Regions from separate parts of the Mus musculus genome. Here region 2 is linked to region 1. A link is a contact called in public HiChIP or PLAC-seq data. All regions are on one chromosome and are shown on one strand. The core of a region is the stretch at or near the end of the contact, and the rest is flanking DNA. Distances in the headings are between cores, read along the strand shown.

Region 1 (3,223 bases), core at 506-3,005:
CAGTCCTGTACAACCTCACCCAGCTAAGGCACTAATTCTTTTCAAAAAAAAAAAAATCTTTTTTTGATATGTATGTGTGTTAATGTGTACAAGAGTTCAGGTGTCTGATGAGGGCCGAGGCATCAGATCCCCTGGAGCTGGAGTCATGAGCAGTTGGGAGCTGCTTACTGTGGGTGCTGGGAATAAAACTCAGGCCCTCTGAAAGCACAATTCTTAACAGTAAGCTGGGGCTGGAGAGATGGCTCTGTGGTTAAGAGCACTGACTGTTCTTCCAAAGGTCCTGAGTTCAATTCCCAGCAACCACATGGGTGGCTCACAACCATCTGTAATGAGATCTGATGCCCTCTTCTGGTGTGTCTGAAGACAGCTACAGTGTACTCATATACATAAAATAAAACTTTAAAATAATAAATAAATAAAACAGTAAGCCATCTCCCTAGTCACAAGGCACTAATTATTAATGAGTTATACAAACTATTACAAATAAGCTAGACTAAAGAAGATCTATACACTCCACCCAAAACTGCCATAAAAATCCATGTGTGATAATCTCGAAGATTTGATGAAAGAGAAAATCTTAGATGCACAATAGTATAAGTTAATACGAGATTGGGCTATGTGAGCTAATTTACTAATGAGCTACAGCCTAAGTCCCATTTGCTACATCTTAAAAAAAAAAATGGAATCTACACTTAGCAAAGAGGCATCAACCTAGAGCTATGTGTGGGGAAACAAGAGTGAAAGAGTCAACACTAACAGGTTAAACAGCTACAGCTTCTTCAGTACAAGTTTATGGAAACCTTGTCATTCAGATTATCAGGTATAAGAAACTACCTCAACCTTGTCCTCTGACAGACAAACACATGCTTTTTATTTTGCACTGTGGGTGGGTATGTGGGTCCTGGAGGTGACTCAGCCTGGCAAGCTTCCTATCAAGCATTTTTACCTGCTGAGCTACCTCCCTGGCCCATACATTAATAATAATAATAATTTAAGAGGTGCAAAGTGAAAAAAGCAGCCAATGTCCACTTTCCATTTCTACCTCCCACCTCAACCAGGCATGTACCTAAGAATACAGACATAAACACAAACATATATACACAAATTTAAAACACAAAGACCTTGGGTTCAATATTCTGCACTAAAAACAGAGGAAACAGTTCATACACCAATGTACTTTACAAAAGGTAAAATGAAGCCAGGCATGGTGTGGCCTACACCTTTAATCCCAGCACTCAGGAGGCAGAGGCAGGCAGATTTCTGAGTTCAAGGCCAGCCTGGTCTACAGAGTGAGTTCCAGGACAGCCAGGGCTATACAGAGAAACCCTGTCTCGAAAAACAAAAAACAAAAAAAAAAGCATTCCCAGGATGTTGAGGTGGTAAACATTTATAATCCATTCAAGCCTAGGCTAGGCTAGGCAAGACAAGACAAGGCGAGGTGAGGTGGAGAGGAGAGGCTAGGTTAGATATCTAGTACCAAGACCCTGCCTCAAACAAAGCAAGCAACCCCAAAATTTATGTTAAGAGAATCCTGTGACAACCTACAAGAAAACAGAAGGTAGCTCCCTCCTCTAGAACGTTTGCACTCCACAATGAGAAATTTTGTCCACTACTTACCTGCAGGCACGGTCGGGGGAATTAAGAATTTCATAGTAGAATACGGAAAAGTTGAGAGCAAGACCTAAACGAATGGGGTGCGTTGGAGGAAGTTCTGTCATCGCAATGTCACTAGCAGCTTTGTAAGCCACGAGGCTGTTCTCTGCTGCCTCCTTCCTGTCATTTCCTGTGGCAAACTCAGCCAGATACCTGTGGTAGTCCCCTTTCCTACAATACAATAGTAGACAAAAAACACAGTTAGAAAATAGTCCTTACAGCATGGAAATTTTCTCTACCATGCAGTACATAACAAAATACAGTTAACACTTAAGATATAGATTTTTTTACAAAATTCAGTATCCATCAGGTTGGAAATCCTTCTTTCTTAAGGACTTCCTGGCTTTTTGCTGTTGTTGTCTTTGCTTTTTTTTTATTTTTATTTTTATTATTTTTTTTTTTTTGGTTTTTTTCAAGACAGTGTTTCTCTGTGTAGCCCGGGCTGTCCTGGAACTCACTCTGTAGAGCAGGCTGGCCTCGAACTCAGAAATCCACCTGCCTCTGCCTCCCAAGCGCTGGGAATAAAGGCATGCACCACCACTGCCCGGGCGGACTTCCTGTTTTAAATTATTGGCCAACTACCTCAGAAAATAACTGGGGAAAAAAAATTGAAAATCACCTGACTGGTACACAAATGTCTCCGAAGAAGAGCACACACTCGTCACAAAACACATTTTCTGCCATCACTTCAGTGCCCAGAACCCAGGAGCCCTGAGCAAGCTGAGCCCTGCTATTCCTGAGTTACTCTCAACCTTATTTCTCTACAGAAAGTTAAGATTATACTGTAAAATGGGAAACTTTAGCTAAGAAGGAAGCCACAAAATCAAAAACCCAGGCAGGGTGTGGTAACATATAATCCTAGCACTTTGGAAGTTGACAAGATCACCCCAAATCTGAGACGATCCCAATCTACAGAGTTCCAGGCCAATCAGAAATATAAAGACCTCTTCTCAAATAAACCTGACAACCTTAATCTCACTCAGGAAGCTGGCAGATCTCTAAATTCTAGGCTAGCATGGTCTGCCATTAGTGAGTTCCAGGACAATGGGTGGGGGAAAGGAGGGTCAGCTCAACAATGAAAAGCTGTGTATTTTGTACAGGTACTTTGCACAACAGTCAGACAATCTCAAATACAATTAATTCTTCATTAGTATTGTTTTTTCAACTAATTAAAACTGTAAGTTCTGATAACTAACCCTCCAAATTCTCAGCTATTTTTAAATAAAAGTTGAAAATCTACATTTAAAAAGTTATGGTTCTAAAGCCAACTTTAAATCTTACATTTTCCCTTCTAGTATAGAACCTACATTTTATAATAGAAAACCTTGGACTCGCCAGTGTTAGCTGCTGGAATGAGGTGTTTGTCCAGTACATCCAGAATGTCACAACAGATTAACTTGAGCTCAGTTTCAACCTAGGGAGGGAAAACATCCAATTAACTTTGGCAATTCAAAAGTCTTTATTATATTCTAAATATAATATCTGAAGAACCAAGTCTTAAAGCATGTATGTCTCCAAATCCTTAGACCTAGTCCTTAAAAGTTGATAGAAAACTGGTAAGAGTATAGAA
Region 2 (3,223 bases), core at 318-2,817, 150 kb before region 1:
TATCTAATTCCAGAATATTTCCATCAGTTCATAAAGAAACCCTAAAGCCATTAGCTGTCACTGTCGTCCTGTGCCTATTAATGGCCATTAGTCTACCTCTGTGGCTTTGCCATTCTGGACATCTCTATAGGCAGCACCAGATCATACGTGATCTTCTGTACAAGCTTGGCTTCTTCTCTTAGTGTAACATTTGGGCTATTGGGAATAACAGTGACTTAAGAATATTTGTACCCATGTCTATGAGGACGTATGTTTTAGTCCTCTTGTGGTTGGTACTTAGGACAACTGAGTTTCCGAGCCATATGGCAAGTATGTGGTTAACATTTTGAGAGAATAGCAAACAAATTTCCAGCCTCAATGTTTTTTTTTTTTAATTTCATGTATATGTGTGTTTTGCTTATGTGGATCTATGTGCATTTATGCAGTCCCTATGGAGACCAGAAGAGGGCACCAGAACCCCTGGGACTGGAATTACAGGTGTCTGTAAACCACCTTGTGGGTGCTGGGAATCAAACCTGGGTCCTCTGGAAGAGCAGCCAATGCTTTTAATCACTGAACCACATCACCAGCTTTCTCCATCAATATTCTTTTGTAGAATATAAAGAGGCTCTGAATTTTCAATCCACTGGACTGGATTGGATGAAATCAAAGGCTATCCTTATGCATACTGACCCAAGTCTCTTTTTCTTCTCAACACATGCACACACTCACACACGCATGCACACACTCACACACACACACACACGCACACATGCACTCCATTTAGGAGGCACAAGCAGCGCCTTTGTAATAGGCAGCCTGAGTTAGCCCTTGGCTCAGTAACACACAGAAAGCCAGCTAAGCTGCACTACTTACGTTGAGCCATCAGGTTCTAAAGAAGGTTCCTTCCTGCAGGGTTTGCAAGATATCCCTTGTGGACGATGACTTTTTAAAGTGCCTAGTGGAGGTACTGGCTGCCACCCCATGCCTTGCCCTCTGGAGAACACCCTGGGGTCTCTTACGGAGCAGAGCACAGGCCTGTAAGCTTCCACTCTGGTCCAATGAAGGTTGGGGAGGTTGAGGGGACTCATGAGCTTGCCTGTGTCTCTCTTTGGGATGTTCTCAGGGCAGTGGGGCTGTGTGGGAAAGGGCAGAAGCTGATGCTCTGCAGGGCTTGCCAGCTGAGTTGAAAGTTGCTGAGATGGTGCCTTCTCTCCCTTCTGATTCTCACCCTCTGATGTCATTGTCTACTCTGGTCACTTAGCGATGTGATGCACCTAGCCACCTGTCCCAAGATCCCGAGCCTTTGGAAAAGGAGCTCTGAGTAAGGCTTTTGCTGGAGGAGTTAAGAGTGTAGCATCGCCAGGCAGTGGTGGTGCATGCCTTTAATCCCAGCACTTGGGAGGCAGAGGCAGGAGGATTTCTGAGTTCAAGGACAGCCTGGTCTACTACAGCCAGGGCTACACAGAGAAACCCTGTCTCGAAAAACCTTAAAAAAAAGAGTGTAGCATCAATGGTCAGCAGGGATCGGGATTCCCGTCAACACCCCAGTCACTAACATGTGCTTCCCTTGTCCTCCTGCCTCAGATGTGACTCCTGCCCTGGGCTGTGCTCCCCGTCATGGCTGACACCATCTTCAGCAGTGGAAATGATCAGTGGGTTTGCCCCAACGATCGGCAGCTTGCTCTGAGAGCCAAGTAAGCATCTGTGGCCTGCAGGAGTGGCCCTTCCCTCCCTCTCCACCTGCTGCCCTCTTCCCCTCTTCCCAGTCTTTTGCAAGTTTTGCTCCCCAGGGAGGAGTTTGGAGAGAGGCGGATGTCAAATGCACACCACTCTCGGCCCATGCTTATGTATTACTCACCACGAACTAACATGTTCCCATTTCTCAGATAAGGAAAATGAGGCCTTCACTCCTTGCCCGTGTCCCTTGTCAGTGGCTGGGCTGGAACCTACATCCAAGTCCAGCTGACTCCCACACCTGTGCTCTTTCACAACAGCCCACAGGGAGCAAGACTTCCCCATTGGGCCTGCTCTTGTCCCTGAGCCTGGCATAGAGGGGCAATACAGAGCACATGCCTGTTCCCTGAATGAACAGCTCACTTCAGTAGAGACCACCGCTGGCTACAGCATCTTTCCTACGTCCTTAGTGGGGTCTGTGTCCTTCTGTGATTCCCTTGTGTCTTTTTGGAGGTCTTCATTTTCCTATTACCCCTCAGACTAGTGACCCTTCAATTTTGGTTGGGCCTGGCCTGCCCCCCCCCCCGACACACACACACACACACACACACACACACACACACACAGTGTCCCTGTGGCTGAGCCTCTCAGATGCCCCTCATGCCCTCTAGTCTGTTCCAGATCTCTGGTGGGTGCCATCCCTGGCTCTGATAGGACAAGAACATCCCTGCAGCTATCAGACTGTGTTGGCATCAGAAGCCAGCATTTCCCAACTGGGACCAAGCTTAAGAAATTCGCAATTAGACGTTAGAAGCCTGTGGGAGTCAGAGCTGAGACATCAAAGGTGGATAGAAAAATCCATCTGAAACGCTCAGGAAGAATGGCGTCGCATGTGATGTGTGAGCATCCTTGCTCTCCTCCATCTGGGTGCCTCAGCCCCCCCCCCACCTCACCCCTGCAGAGAGAATGACTAGGGATGAGATTGGTCCCACTCACCATCTCTGATGCCAGGCCAATTAGGTGCCCTCTCTGGCAGGGTGCACATTGCTGGGAGACCTCAGCTCTTGGACCTCGTCCAAGAGCCCAGCTGTCCCTTGACCTTCCAGCATCCCCTTCATTCCCAACTTTGTCTCTCATTCACCAGCTGCTGAAGCTGTCCTAGCCTCTCAGAAGAGCCAGTGTGTCTCCTCCCAGGTGTGTGTCTGAGAGACAGATGCCCGTTGCAGAGCTAGACATCGAGTCCAGTAGACCCCCTAGGAAACACAGAGAGTTTTCCAACCCACATTCTTCCTTCCAAGCACCCAGGTGTCTCTCCACATACCTAAACTCAATTGGTCTTTCATATTAAAGCAGAGATGGGGAGAGGTCAAAGTTGTATGGATACTTAAAGATGTGAATTCTGTTGTTGATGATGATTGGCAGTAGGTAGGGGTGGGGTATTAACTGGGTCAGGGACCAAGACCTTCTTTTACATGATTCTTCTATGATTCTTCTCTTGACTCAGAGAGGTAAATGTTACATGGAAATATGGAGAAAGTTCTAAGCATACAAAACAGCATGTGCAAAG

What was found. HiChIP or PLAC-seq counts read pairs in DNA pulled down with a chosen protein or histone mark.
Region 2: a contact with region 1 is called in a CTCF HiChIP or PLAC-seq map of CD8 T cells, with 9 read pairs. The contact joins the promoter of Rph3al here to the enhancer-like site in region 1. A contact is called at or near these places in 3 of 15 datasets of contacts at CTCF or cohesin (CD8 T cells, embryonic stem cells and large pre-B cells), 10 of 484 Hi-C or Micro-C datasets (Sertoli cells, colon epithelium, effector CD8 T cells and 7 more), 11 of 115 datasets of contacts at active chromatin or transcription factors (cardiomyocytes, effector CD8 T cells, embryonic stem cells and 2 more) and 4 of 9 other capture datasets (adipose tissue, embryonic stem cells, liver and 1 more).

Annotation. Positions count from the first base shown.
Region 1 is chr11:75,755,418-75,758,640 of GRCm38.p6, reverse strand. It overlaps Ywhae (tyrosine 3-monooxygenase/tryptophan 5-monooxygenase activation protein, epsilon polypeptide), which reads right to left. Exons shown (of 6, transcript NM_009536.4): 3 at 2,961-3,067; 4 at 1,618-1,824. Among named protein-coding and RNA genes, the nearest start is that of Ywhae, 24 kb to the right of the region's middle. Within about 2 kb of position 1,755, at least 19 of the 459 cell types and tissues checked have an H3K27ac peak or open chromatin away from gene starts, as enhancers often do. A contact at or near this core is called in CD8 T cells, memory CD8 T cells and regulatory T cells, where this site is marked.
Region 2 is chr11:75,909,403-75,912,625 of GRCm38.p6, reverse strand. Rph3al (rabphilin 3A-like (without C2 domains)) reads left to right here and starts at 1,567. Exons shown (of 8, transcript NM_029548.4): 1 at 1,567-1,676. The coding sequence starts at 1,600.